Linked DNA regions of Sus scrofa: region 2 is linked to region 1. Evidence: chromatin contacts called from public Hi-C data. All regions are on one chromosome and are shown on one strand. The core of a region is the stretch at or near the end of the contact, and the rest is flanking DNA. Distances in the headings are between cores, read along the strand shown. Region 1 has its middle 34 kb from the start of SLC39A8. Region 2 overlaps SLC39A8 (zinc transporter ZIP8).

Evidence for each region. Hi-C and Micro-C count contacts between places; a contact is called where the count stands out from the background.
Region 2: a Hi-C map of retroperitoneal adipose tissue shows a contact between it and region 1, with 2.0 times the contacts expected there. The contact joins two enhancer-like sites. A contact is called at or near these places in 6 of 47 Hi-C or Micro-C datasets (alveolar macrophages, heart right ventricle, mesenteric adipose tissue and 3 more) and 1 of 2 datasets of contacts at active chromatin or transcription factors (alveolar macrophages).

What each region holds. Positions count from the first base shown.
Region 1 is chr8:118,567,139-118,574,773 of Sscrofa11.1, reverse strand. No RefSeq gene overlaps it. Among named protein-coding and RNA genes, the nearest start is that of SLC39A8, 34 kb to the left of the region's middle. Within about 2 kb of position 4,898, at least 7 of the 83 cell types and tissues checked have an H3K27ac peak or open chromatin away from gene starts, as enhancers often do. A contact at or near this core is called in omental adipose tissue and retroperitoneal adipose tissue, where this site is marked.
Region 2 is chr8:118,659,395-118,667,029 of Sscrofa11.1, reverse strand. All of the region lies in intron 6 of SLC39A8 (zinc transporter ZIP8), which reads right to left. Among named protein-coding and RNA genes, the nearest start is that of SLC39A8, 58 kb to the right of the region's middle. Within about 2 kb of position 2,714, at least 4 of the 83 cell types and tissues checked have an H3K27ac peak or open chromatin away from gene starts, as enhancers often do. A contact at or near this core is called in omental adipose tissue and retroperitoneal adipose tissue, where this site is marked.

The DNA.
Region 1 (7,635 bases), core at 3,649-6,148:
TGTAGGTCAAAGACACGGCTCAGATCCTGTGTTGCTGTGGCTGTGGTGTAGGCTGGCAGCTGTAGCTCCGATTGGACCCCAAGCCTGGGAACCTCCATATGCTGTGGGTGCAGCCCTAAAAAACAAAAATAAAAATAAAAACAAAAAATAAACTGGGGTAAACAACCCACCATTGCTTCACAATAGATGCAATGTCTAGGGAGGCTAACCATTAAAAACAAAGATAAACTCCTCTGTCAAAAACCGATGTGATTTACACTCATGATCTATGTTGTTAAGTAATAATCTCACCACTTTGGAACTTCACAGAAGTGAAAATGGTGCTATTTAATGAAGCAAAGCAACCTGGTTTTCTTCCTGATAAGCTGGGCACTCAACAAATTTTTTCATTCCCTTCTGCAGCAAGGTGTTAAGGAAGAAACTCTCTGACATCAATTAAACAGAAAATAAATTTAGCTATGCTTTTACTGTTTCACAGACTTAGAGCCTGTGATTTTAAGGGGAACATATTACTCTTTTGGTTTTAAGTAGCAGAAGCCCAATTCAAATTGCCTTAGACAAACAAAAGAATTTACTAGACCACACAACAGTGAAGTTCAAAGATGCAACATGGTTTCGAGCACAAACTGATCCAGGGCTTAAGGAGGTCATCAGGAAACTCCTCCTGTCTTGGCTACATTAATTGGCAGGCTTTTCCTAAACTGTAATCAAGCCCATCTTTGGACTTTATTTCCCATAGCAGTGCCAGGCTTACCTCCTACTAGTTTAACCGTTCCCACAAAGAGAATCTCCTTCCTGATAGCTCTACAAATGTCCCAGAGACTCCCTTTAGCCAGGCCGGAGCCCATGACCACCCCTGGAGCCAGGGTAGAGCTGCCTCCATATCTGGTGATGGACGAGTGAACTAACAGTGACAAAGGGTTGTCTCCCAAAGGAAGAAATTGCATATTGAGGAAGCAAAAATAATCTATCTCCACTGTAATATGGAAATTAAAATAAACCATTTTCTGGGGGTGTTGGTTTTTTATGGCCACACTCATGGCATATGGAAGTTCCCGGACAAGGGATTGAATCCAAGCCACAGCTGTGAACTGTGCCACAGCTGCGGCAACACTGGATCCTTTAACGCACTACCTCAAGCCAAGGATCGAACCTGTGCCTCTGTAGCATCCTGAGCCTCTGAAGGTGGGATTCTTAACCCACTGTACCATGGTAGGAACTCCTTTTTGTTTTGGGTTTTTGGGGGGCTGTTTGTTTTTCAATAAGCCATTTTCTAATGCACCAGAATGATCCGGTGAAGATAGAACCTTCCAGCAACTCAGATATCTTGACTTCTTATTTAGACTATGACTTCTGATTAATGATTTGACCTTTCCAATTAACTTATCGTCTCTGACTATCTATTGCATATATGTTTTTGTTTTTGTTTTTTGTCCTTTTGTCTTTTAGGGCCACATTTTCAGCATATGGAGGTTCCCAGGCTAGGGGTCCAATCAGAGCTGTAGCCACTGCCCTATGCCACAGCCACAGCAAGGCAGGATCTGAGCCACATTGAGACCTACACTACAGCTCATGGCAACACCAGATCCTTATCCCACTGAGTGAGGCCAGGGACCGAACCCACGTCCTCACGGATGCTAGTGGGGTTCAATAACCACTGAGCCACGCTGACGGGAACTCCCAATTGCATATGTGTTAAATGAGATAATTTAATTAAAATCTCTTTAACTTTTACTTCAGGCCTCAATGCAATGATTCTAAAATAATGTCTGTAAAGTTATGTGATCTATATCTTGAGTTTCCAAAAAGATAATGAGTATGCAAATGGCTTTTTAAAAAATATAATTAACATTGAAAATGTTCCTTCAGATTTGCTTCCTCCTTTCTTCTCTCTTTCCTTCCTACTTTGATGGCAGTCCAGTGGTGGCCATGAGGGTCCCAAGAGGACAAGAAAACATCCCAGCATAATTCAGAATCTAAATAAGAAGGGTGCCTAAGTGACTCAGGACCCATGCAAGGAGGTTGTCCAAATGGGGCAAAAACCTAGTGATGTCAGGAGATTAAGGATATTAGAGATTTTAAAAAGAAGTTAATATGATGAGAATAGTGACAGCAATATTTCTCAATGTCGGAGAAAAAAGTTACAAACACAGCAAGGAGAGAAACTAGAATATATCTTGTGGTGCTGAACTGGAATAGGAGGCATGATTGTGAACTCATGTTTTTCAGTATATGTAGATAGATACAGAAATAGAAATATAGACATGAATGAATATATACAGATGTATTTTTATCATTCTGTTCACTGAAGAGGTGTGGGGCATCAGTATCTCAACAGGAATAAGCACACTCATCGCCCAGAACTTTGGCTTCTGAATATCACTCTACACGAAACAGAACCAAGGCATCTGGAAAAAGTACCTATATTCCAGGATTTGAATAGGGAAAGAACAAAATGAGCCTAGCACATTCCAAAAAATGATAGGAAACATATCAAACAAACTCAGTAACCAGTTTGAAAAGGCTTTTACTGGCCAAATCTTAAACAATTTGAGTATCAAAATAAGTAAAAATGTTAACAAATTATCACCCATTTAATAAAATAAGGATCAAATAAATATATGACTAAATAAATAAGAGAAAAGAAACTTCTTGCTTAGAGTAGAAGCCCAACTAAAAAGTGTAGAATGAATTGCGAAATTAGAAAAATCACTATTTGGCCATCATCATGGTAATAGTAAACTTACGTAAATATTATGTGCTAAAGTTGATGAGTGAAGGTGGGATAAGGAGCAAAGTTTTACCTGGTTATAAGTTGTCTCCCCACAATTACTTATTAATTAAAATGAAAAAGCAACGTCACATAGTAAAACCAGGGAGGTACCTCTTGATAAAGTGACCAGCAGCGTTAACCCCACCAGTAATGGAACAATGAGCCAAGGTGTGTCACCTGATTAGATACAATGGGAATTCCTTGCAGTAGAATGACTGTTTTGCCTTATTTCTGCATTCAATGTTTCTGCACATGAATAGTATCAATTACAAAGTTATCCAAGTATCACTGAGCATTTTAGAATTAAAAAGAATGAAATTAATGAGTGACACTTTCACATGAATTTTCTTATTATAAAAGCAGCATATGGTTATTATAAAAAGTGAAGAAAATACAGATAAGCATAAAGAAGAAAACCATAATCATCAAATCTCTCTCCACCCCTCATTCCTCAGATTCTTAAATTGGAAGTTGCAACTAAAAGACCCAAGGTACAAACTCTAGCAGATATAGAATTGAATCATAAGACAGACCACCAAGATGTAAATTTGTACCAAAGGACGTACTCAAGAATTACCCATAAAGTGCTTGGCCTCCTTCCTGGATCAAAAAGAGTCCAGTCTAAGAGAAATGTGTGGGGAAGATTCCATTGGGGAGAACTCCTCAAACAAGAAGCCACAATGAGCCTAGGAGCCCTGACCTGCATCACTCAGTATATTTTCAGGCATGTTAAAGGCCCACAAGTAATCACAATCCATAATTAGACACCTAATTCCAAATCCCTGGATTTAGTACCTTCCTTAATTGAACAGCATGTCTGGGCCAGACTCAAAAATGGTAATAGCCTCACAGCAATAGCTGATCCAACCCTCACTATTTCATGAGTTCAGCCTCTATAATGTTTAATCGCCATGGAGGTTAAGTCATGTGCTGGTCTTGCATGGGATTTTGCTTTTGTTTGTTGTGTTTTATTTGTTTTTGATTCTGTTTTTGTTTTTGTAGTGGTGCACAATGTGGGGGGAAAGAGAAATACATGAGGCCAAGTTCCTTTCCTTAATTTAGCAGGACTGGCAGACCACTGACAGAGCTCGGGGCTGAGGCCCACATTAACGTGCTGGCAAACAGCAGAGAAATGTGTGTGGTATTTTGTGCTTTACAAAACTCAAATTTTGGGAGTTCCTGTAGTGGCTCAGTAGATTAAGGACCTGACATTGTCTCTGTGAAGATGTGGGTTCGGTCCCTGGCCTCATTTAGTGACTTAAGGATCTGGCTTTGCCCCAAGCTGCAGCGGAGTTTGCAGATTCCCCTCGGGTCCCATGTGGCTGTGTCTGTGGCATAGGCTGGCAGCTGCAGCTCTGATTCGACCCCTAGCCTGGGAACTTCCACATGCCACAAGTGCTACCCTAAAAAGAAAAAGAAAAAAACAAAAATTAAACTGTCACATTGGCTATCTTTGTCTGCTCATGCACTATTTTTTCCATTTGGAAAAAAAAAAAAAAAAGAAAAAAGAAAGGAGAATCAACATAGCGTCCTGCATGAAGCAGAGAAAGAAGTAACTTTCTTTGTTGAAAGCTTCTCCAGGAAGGCTCAGCTTCCAATTCACTCCCTAATATAAATTCCTGGCATGTATTTGCAGTCCATTTTACTACTCAACAGCCCACACCAGGGCTCATCATCTGCCTTGCTTTTTCTTGAACTATTGATGACTTTTTCTTTCTAGTTTGAAACTCAAGTTCAAAGTTCTTTTCAAAGAGAATATCAGTCAACACACAACCTCAGAATTATCAGAGCTAGACTGTTAGACAGATGTGGTCAAAGGCCTTTTGGAGATTAGATACACATCGTCATTATTGGGTTGCTAGGTCACCCCACTGACCCTGAGGAATCTTGCCTTGTAACCACATCCCTAGAAAGTGTGTCCTTTCCTCCTATCAAAAACCTTGTTCCAGCACAAGACTCTGGCCTTATGGTCAGATTTATGGTCCTCATGATAAAACCTTCATCTCACAGCAGGCTGTTGAGTCCTTGTCCTGCAACACTCAGCTGATTCTCAACTCCTGAACAAAGACGCTTTTCTATCAGCCACCTGCCTCCCTTTGAACCCCATGAAAGAGGCCCCTGGCCTGCCCCTTTATGTACTGGACATGGTGCCACAGTTTCCATTTTACATACATTTCTTCTCCTAACCCCCCAATTTTTAAGCCCCCCCATTTCTATCTATCTATCCATCTATAGATATAGATATTATATATACAGTACTGTACAATAAAAAATAGAACTCAGAGTTCCCATTGTGGTGGAGCAGAAACAAATCTGACAAGTCTCCATGAGGATGCAGGTTCAATCCCTGGCCTCGCTCAGTGGGCGGGGGATCCAGCATTGCTGTGAGCTGTGGTGTAGGTTGCAGATGTGGCTTGGATCCCGCGTTGCTGTGGCTGTGGCATAGGCTGGCAGCTGCAGCTCCAATTTGACCCCTAGCCTGGGAACTTCCATCTGCCATGGGTTTGGCCCTGAAAAGAAGAAGAATAAAAAAAAAAAAAAGAACTTCATTGTCCCTTAAATAAATGAAAAAGAAATGAGATGGAGCTGAACACCTTTTGCAAGATTGATTAATCATTGCATCCATCACCATCAGGGACATTTTATTAAGAACACCCCTATCTATCACACATGCATGTAAACACACACATACACACATCTTAAAGATGAAAATAATTTCGATATGGGCAGGATTTTAGCACTTGGAATTAAAGAAAAGGGAACTAACAGTTGAAAAGTACCTACTGTGTACCAACTTGACCAGGGGCATGTCACTCTTCGGTGCTCACGACAACACTATGAGATAGCAGCATTATCAAGGCCAGCAGAGTGGAACGTGTACAGCCTGGTGAGTTCAGGAAGTCTGCTGTGAATCTTTGCACACTTTCCAGATGCAATTTGTAAGCCAGTCGCCACAATAGTACTTTGCTTTTAGCTGCCTCTCAGTTCATCTCCATGGAGTCTCTCAAGCCACTTCTACTTTGCCTATATTTTAAATCCCCCCCCCCGGGTATGAATATGGATAAACATTACCTATTGAACAAAATATCACCCTAATAAAAAGAATGCCTGTAAGTCACTATTAAGCATGACAGATCATCCTTGAATAAAAGAGCATTTACTGAAAGGCTTAGGATAAAACCCTTTTTCTTTCCCTGCATAAACGGATTCGTTCTTGATAGATACTGCCTTTTTTTTTCTTCAACAACTTCAGTTTTGAGAAATAGATGTTTACTCGAATGGCCTGGACCATGTTCAGAACTTGTGCAAGCCTCAAAATACTTAGTTTATTTGGTACATGGAGCTTCCACTATTGCGTAATTGCCACACCCTTTTCAAATTCCTTGGAGACCAGCAAATCTGAAACCAATCAGAAGGTACTTAATTTATTGTGTTCAGTCCTAAGCGCCAAAAAAAAAAAAAAAAAAAAATTGCTTTTAACTTCCTGGAAAATTCAAACTCTCCTGTACTCTAGGCCAGGTCAACACAATAACCAACCCCCCACACACGTGTTTTACCAGCATCCACGGCCTGCCCACCCACTTTACCAGGCAGGTCTCCTGCTTCCTAGAAATCTACAAGTTGACTGTGACAGCCATCTCTTCAAAGCCCAAGAAGCACCGATAGTAGAAAAAATTTTTTTTACTGTATTTTTTTACTTTTTCACATTTTTTTCTTATAGTTCATTTACAATGCTGTGCAAATATCTGCTGTACAGCAAAGTGACCCTGCCATACATATATATAAATTCTTTTTCTCCTATCATACCCCATCGTGTCCTATCCCAAGAGATTGGATATGGTTCCCTGCGCTGTACAGTAGGACTTCATTGTCCATCCATTCTAAATGGAGTAATTTGCATCTACTAAAGATGGAACCATTCTGTGAAAATAATGTTCAGTGTCTCCCAAACAAATGTCGTTATATGTAAGTATCATATATTTTAAAAATCACATATCCTAAAAAACATGAAAAAAAGAATTCTTCCTTGATATTTCCATGTAGAGGGAATAATCCTTTTAGGATGGACTTCAAGCAATTTTGAGCACAGTTAAAATCATGACAGTATACACACTTTATTGAGTATCTACTATGTGTCATGTCCTTTAAATTTGCTTTGCATAAAATATTTATTCTCCCAATAGCTTTATGGAGTGTGTGCATTAAACTTATTTTATAGATAAGAAAATCTAGGCTTAGAGAAGAGAGGCTGTGCAGTTTGCCCAGTCCATAAGGTTAGTGCAAATAGTAGAGCTGGAGTTCAAAGACAGCTGGAATTCACAGACCTGGTCCAGTCCCATGTTCTACCCACTCTGTGTTCATTACAGCCCCTCTCCTATGATATCACATTTTTTTGCTTACTTGGAGACCTTGTCCAATTATTCCCTGGATTTCTCATATCTAGTTCATTGTGGGAGCTCACTGTATACAGGTTAAACAACTGAGCTACCATTAACTTTTTTCACCAGTTGCCTTCCAAAGTTATGGTATAAGCTCTAGGAATAGAACCACACCCCAGATGCAGGGCCAAGGCCATCACTGATTCTTGCTTGATTTTCCCTTGGATCATATATTTGTGATTGATCTGATGCACCGTCTCCTAGGCTAGCTTTGGTAACTATTAGAAAGGGTTTTAGTCTTCTAGGGCTACCATAACTAAATATGACAGGCTGGGTGTTTTAAACAACAGAAATTTATTTGCTAACAGTGATGGATGCCGGGAGTCTAAGATCAAGGTGCCGTCAGGGTTGGTTTCTGCCAAGACTTTTCCTGGCTGGCAGATGCTGCATTCTTGACATGTCTTTCTATGGTCTGTTTTCTGT
Region 2 (7,635 bases), core at 1,465-3,964, 94 kb before region 1:
ACAAGGAAGAAAAACAAAAACTAAGAGAAAAGTGTGCAAGACTCAAGATGTCTCGTGATGGCCCTTTAATACATTCAGGAGCATACTGATCATTGGAGAAAATGGGAATGAGTATATCTACAAAAAAAAAAAAAGAGAGAGAGAGAGAGAGAGAGCTTTAGCAAACTGAGAGGGTACAGTAACTTATTAAAAAGAAAAAAAGAAAACTTTTAACAAGGATGCTTGAAAAAAGCTATTGAGCTTTCAACTACTGGAGTTCAAAGTGTGTGAAAGTCAGGAGATTAATTAGCCAGAAGGTAAAATTTACCATGAAAAGTATGGAATTTGAGTTAACAGGCTTATATGAATCAGACAATTAACTGGGTATAGGAAGAAAGGAATCTTTAAGATGTAAACAAGGAGTTACTGTTATGGCTCACTGGGTTAAGAATCCCACATAGTGTCTGAAAGATTCGGGTTTGATCTCTGGCCTCGCTCAGTGGATTAAGGATATGGCATTTGCCACAAGCTGAGCATAGGTCACAGATGTGGCTCAGTTCCATCGCAGTATTGAGATGGCTGTGCCGTAGGCCTCAGCTGCAGCTCTGCCCTAGCCTGGCAACTTCCATATGCCACAGGTCCTGCAGTAAAAAGATAAAAAAAAAAAAAAAAAAAAGCATGTAAAGTCATATCTTGGAGTTCCTGCCATGGTGCAGTGGGTTAAGAATCCAACTGCAGCAGCTCAAGTCACTGTGGATACATGGGTTTGATCCCGCCCCAGGGCAATGGGTTAAAGGATCCAGCATTACTGAAGCTGTGGTATAGGACGCAGCTGTGGCTCATATTTAACCCCTGGCCTGAGAACTGCCATATGCTGCAGGTGAAGCCATTTAAAAAAAATATATATGTAAAATAATATCTTGCATATTCAGCATCTCACAGTTTACAAAGCACTTCCATATATTAGAGTCTTCATTTTCTTTTGACCTTTACAACATCCTCATGAGTAAAACAGAATAGATATTGGTATCCTAATTTTAGAGATGAGGAGAATGACAATCCAAGCATATAAATAACTTGCTCAGTGTCACACAGGAGGTGTTAGGATTAGGCTCCTTAATTATTTACTGAACACCTATTTTATAGCAGGCAGGGACTGAGCTGAGAATAGAGGACAGAAATATAAAGAAAAGAAACTCTATGTTGGTGGAATTCACCATCCAAAAGGAACACACAAGATTCAAATTTCAGCCAAATATCCAGGGAGCTATGGAGGATACACAGATCCAGAAACCAAGGGGTGAGGTTAGGGTGGCCCATCTCATGTTGACACCTAATAATCCACTTTAGGAATACTTGCTTGCTGTCTCCAAGATGTTAGACTTGGTGGATTTGAAGGTCCTAATGTCCAAAGGAGTAATTCTTCCACAAGGAAAGATATCATTTTCTGATTCATTGGAAGTAGAGGGTAATCCCTGGAAACTTGGGGGTCTTTATGTCCCTAAACCATCAACTGGAAGAGACCTCGCCAATCCAGGTGACACAAGACAGTGAGGTAACCAGAGAATGCCGAGTGGAATGAGGCAGCTGTAACTACCACTCGGGCCTTATAACCAGCCACAGAAGGAAGGAGCAGCTCTAACTTACATTCCTGTTCCTCAGTTGCCCCTTTTCTCCCGTTCCCCTTCCCCCAGTATTTTAAAAGGAGAATACTGGTGCTGGCCACCACGTTCGATTCAGGCTGTGATATGACTGAGCTGATAGCGCACAGGGGTGACATGATTGCTGGCAGGACTATGTGCATCCCCTGTGTCGGGGACATGCACATCCAACCCTGATGGAGAAGAGTGGAGGCTGACAGGGGGAACAAACGAGAGGCGGTGGAATATACCAGGGAGCCTTCATTTCTCCGTTCAGATCCAACCGTTTTCCCAGCTCTCTGCTCCGATCTGTATGAACCCCATCAAAGGGCTCCCATGCTCCTGGCTTCTAGTTGGTCCCAAACAAACTGTTCTAACATAAAACTGGAAAGAAGACAAGAGGAGACCAGAGTATTTATCCCTCAGGCTCCCTCTCTGAGGGGCAATTTTAGGCTGGGCTATGTCCTTCATTGAAGATCACTGCCCCACTGAACAGTGGCTTTCTGTACAAGACTAGCTCCCTCCCATTCTAGTAACTTCTTCCTTTCCCATTCCCTCTGGATGTAAGACTGCTAACAATTTCCACTATTTCAAGCTCCAGGTTTACTGCATTTCCCCCTGGGGTTCCACCTACACTTTGCCCACACTATGGAAAATTGCCCCTTTTCTATTTATTATTTATCCTTACTTGAAAGTGTCACCTCTTTCTGAAAAGGACATGATGGATCCAAAGTCAGATACTCATAGACTCGAAATATACTATTAAATATATTTTAATGGAAACACTTAGAAAAAGGTTTGAGCAGACACGAAGATGTAAAGAGTTAAAGGCACTAAACAAATATAAAATGTTGATGGGCTTTGCTTTTATGACTCTATTTTCTAGCGATTTCAATGGACTTTATAGCTGGTGGCTTCTTTATCCTTCCTCTGGCCCTGAAAAGTCAGTCTCAGCTCACTCTAACCAAAATCAAACTTCATATGAGAAAAGAGAAATTAATTTTATCTTCAATATATATAACCAAATATAATTCAAATGTGCTTAGTCTCTAGTCATTTGGTTTCAGGAAAACCTCATAACTATTTTCATAACCCTTTGCCAGTGAAAATAACCATTAACAAGAAAATAACAATTTCCAGAAACCGTGAAAATTGTTTCCTTTCCCTCCATCCCTTCTGTGAAATGTGAGTGAAGTTGTTTTTAGCTCTTTAAGAGTTGAAATCACTGGCTTTCATTTTCAGTTTGGGGCCATATCATTTTACTGTTTTGAAAAAAATAATTCAGGAGAAATCTGAAAGGGTTTTCAGGAAATTACGCTGCTATTTTCCTAATGAAACTTCAAGTGTATACTAATTAAGTGTTTACAGTTATCCTAATGGACCGTTTGTGCCATCCTAAAAGGGTGCCTACTGTTACTACAGACGAGGAGGGCATTAAGGCTCTGCTACATTTGGGAAGCAGGACATCATTTCTTTAAAAAGCCTGGGTCATGACCTCCCCAGCCCACACAACTCTCACTGCTACTGAAACGTCACAAAGGGAGTCAGAAGGCGCCAGGAAATTGGTTAAGTTCTAACATAAGTTGGAGAAATCTGTTGCTGGGCTCCTGAAAAACAAGTGATCCCCCCCCCCCCAATGCAGGGACATCTACATTGCTCAGCATCAAGTCTTCCAGAATAATTCAGGGGAGGGAACAGGGGTAGGGTTGGGTGCGGAAGAGGAGCCAACCCCGCAGCAGCGGCCTGGGGTGTAATTACCATTTGACATGAATTGTGTGAAAAGAACAGAAATATGGAAGATGCCACCCAATGTCCTACAAAGGACGTTTGCAGCCCTGCAAGAGACAAGGACAAGCTCTCTGACTGGCAGAGATCTAGAAACACAAGCCTCTTAGGAGCAAGATGATTGAGAGAGAGTGATGAGGCCTAGGGTGACAGATGACAAGGGGGACGAGATCAAATGCCAAGCGCGGTCACCACAACAGAAGAGCCCGTTAGGACCACAGTCAGAGAGTTAAGAAATAGGCAGTCTGCCGGTAGAGAAGAAAGTGAGCAACAGAGGGTTAGAAGAAACGCTGTTCTCTGAGGAGGCAACCAGTCCTGGGTCTCTATTGCAAGAGTTGAGAAAAACGGAGGCCATCTCTACTTTGAGGGTGGAGAGGGAGGGGTGAGAACTACACAGGAGAAAGGGGTACCAGGGCCTCATTCTTCCTTAAAGATGTAAACATGATACTCTGAAGATCTGCTACCAGGTTAAGGACATAAATGTGATAGAGGGGGACTGAGCATGAAAGACACAGGATATCCTCAGAGAGCATAGGAGAGTAATCCTGATGAGAGTAGTGGTAAAGTCATTAGCAGTACAAGTCATTCAATCTTCACAATAACCCTAGGTGGTGAGTAGCCCATTTTACAGATGAAGAAACTGAGGTATAAAGAGGTAAATTAAGTAACTGTCCAAAGTCACACCTCTAGAAAGAAGCAGACACAGGATTTAAATGCCTGTGCCAAACAAGCTATGCCTATGATCACTAGGAAACAAGGGGTTTTATTTTCTCCTCTTTCACTCCTGTTCATCCAGCATCTAGCACTGCAGGCACTCTGAATACATGAATGTACAGTAATAGTAAAAGTACATTTTCTCTCATGACAGGTTCACAAATCATTGTCACATGAAGCATCTATTCCAATCTTTCCAAAGAGCAAACATGTGGGCATTTACACAATGTGGGAGACATGTGCATAGAAAAATGGTCATTAATCAGTTCCAAATTGGTTGGTCTACATTAAAAAAAAAAAAAATCCTCTGAAAGTGCAGAAGTGTTTTTGTTGTTTTCTCACCGATTCTTTAAAGTTAAGGAGCCAAATCAAAAGCTCCTGAAGGACAAGGAATTTTTTTTTTTCATTTCAGCCCAGAGTTTAATATAGTAGGTGTTCAATAACTATTTCTTTTAAAAAATCATGGGAGCGGGGACTTGCGTGCTGAACTGGATGGAGCAGAGGGATGCCAAATCCCATTCTGGTCAGCAGGTGGCAGTGTGCCCACCTCCATCCCAGCCACCCCCAAAAGGCAGAGGAGTTTTATCAGCAGCCATCTTGTATCTACCTTGAGGAGACTTACACATTTTCCAGAAGACTGTTGGAGGAAGAGGGCATAAAAATCAGAATAGTAGCAACAAAGGCAACTAATGCTGTTGAATGCTTAGCATTTTCAAGGTATCCTCCTAAATGCTGTGAGCTGAGTAACTAACAACTAATCACAGACCAGGTAATGCAGGTACTAGAGGTAGAGGCTTGACCAAAACCACAAAGGTTAGAGATGGACAAGCCATTGAAACCAGATGATTTGACTCCTAAGCCCATGCAACAAAAGGCAGAGAAGACTTCTCAAAAGGCCTAAGTTCTTTCAGATAAGAAATTCTGAGTTCAGTCGTTTATTGCTATAATAACGGGTTATTTTATTGTGTTTGCCAGTCTCCATCCTGGAAGGTGCCAGTGATTCAAGTACCTCTGGTTTTGAGTGGATTACACTAAGCTGAAGTTCTGGGGTTCACTAACACTTCAGACACACTTAAAATAATACCCCTGATCACTGAGGGGGAAAAATACCATCCATAGGCTTTCAAATCTACTCCATATAATCCATTGTTTACAGACCACCATACAGTTTGAAAAAATCCTTGTTCTTTGACTGTCCCTTCCTGAGTTTTTTACATTTAATAAAATGTAATTTTAGAACCAGAGGCTTACCTAAGAGTATCAATACTTATTTAAATGTTAGGATATAGTAACACTTTGAAGAAAGAGTTCTATCCAGAATTTTCTCCCATGTCACTTTATACCAGCACTCACTGTGCCCCAGCTACCCTGGCCTTCTTTCAATTCTTAAAACCCATCAAACTCTTTCTCACCCTGAGACTTTGCACTGGCTATTTCTACAGTCACGACCTTCTCTCTGATCTTTGCATAGATAGCTGCTTCCTGCAGTTCTGATTTAGCTTAAATATGTCTCTGACCACTAAACTGAAGTAGCCACCTGGACATCATCCCATCACCATAGATCAATTCCCTGCACAGCATCTGAGACCCTATCATGTTGGGCTATGTGCCCACCAGAACAAAGAGTGCCAGAGATCAGAAGCATTTTCTGTCTAACTTGCCACAGTATCTCCAGGGTACAGAAGAGAGACTGGCACAGGGCAGGTGATCACAGGGTCCACGACAAGGGAATGAATGACAGAATGAAAACCTGAACAGCATCCTCCTGCCCTTTAACATAGTTCTACTGACTTGACCTATAGAACAAGGTGTCATTCAGAACATGAAATGTTACCACAAAATAAGGCTCAATATAAGACTGCCATTGTTGTGGTGGTGGTGTTTTGTTTTGGCCATACCCACAGCATGAAGAAGTTCCCTGGCCAGGGATTGAACCTGTACCACAGGAGTGACCCGAGCTATAGAAGTGACAACGCTGAAAGCCTTAACCAGCTGAGCCACCAGGGAACTCTGTCATTGCTGTTTAAATATATAAGTTGCATGACTGAAATTTTGGTCAAAGTGATTAAAAACTACAAATGATCCAGGGAAATTTTCTGCAAAAGTGATGACCCCCCCAATAAAGGATTTTTGCAATTTTACTTTCCAAGTGTAAAACAATTTCTAGATTGGTTTTGCAGCCTAGAAAACTATCAGTAATCCCCAACTTCAGTTTTTCTGATATGTACTTTATAACCTAGTAATACAAGTAGATGAACTAAGCATAAAACCACAGACCTGCATAGTTTACTAAAACTTCAAAGATAATCTTTATTGATGCTTTCTTGGCTATTGATTTTTTTTTCTTTAATCTGCCTTCACTGAGTTGCTGTAAAGGTTTAATAAAGTCATGCTCATTAAACAACCTGAAATTCCTAAACAGAAGAAGATGCCACCAAATTTGTTCCTTTTTACTTTTGATGCTCTGATACCTAATAACAGAAATAAAACACACACACACACACAAAAAGCCTTTAAAAATAATTGAGCTCACACACTGTGTTCATTCATTTGATAACTCAAACTTACAACAGATCTGAATAAACTGGGCCACTGATCAACACAGTGAGCAAGTTAAAGACAGGAGAAAGTGACCACTTAACATCAATGAAAAATCACTAACTTAATGCACTGAGGTCCTCAGAAAGGGACTGAAATCTCCTATATAAAAAGAATGCATATGGTAAAATAAAATTTCACCACTCGATCAATGATCTGGCTTAACCTAATGGTATATTTATTAAGTGTGAACACTTATCAACAAGGACCTACTATATAGCACAGGGAACTCTACTCAATATTCTGTAATAACTTAGATAAAAAGAATGGGTATATATATATATATATATATATGAGTTCATATATATATATATATATATATATATATGAATCACTTTGTTGTACAACTGAAACTAATGCAACATGATAAATCAACTATACACCATGCTCCTGGATTGGAAGAATTGACATGGTTAATATGGTTAATTTGCTTCCCAAAGCAATCTACAGATTCAGTGCAATCCCCACCAAATTACCCATGACATTTTTCACAGAACTAGAACAAACAATCCAAAAATTTATACGGAACTGTAACTGACCCAGAATTACCACAGCAATGCTGAGGAACAAAAACCAGGCAGGGGGCATAACTCTCCCAGACTTAAGAAAATATCACAAAACTACAGTAATTAAGACAGTGTGGTACTGGTACAAAAACAGATATGGAGACCAATGGAACAGAACAGAGGACCCAGAAATAAATCCAGACACCTATGGTCAATTAATCCAATATAAAATAAAAATTAATTTTTTTAAAAAAAGTGAATATTTAATCTGATTTTTAAACGTTTTCAACGTTTTGGTCTTTTTAGGGCCACACCTGCAGCATATGGAGGTTTCCAGGCTAGGGATCCAATCAGAGCAGTGGCTGCCGGCCAGCACCACAGCCACAGCAACACTGGGATCCAAACCATGTCTG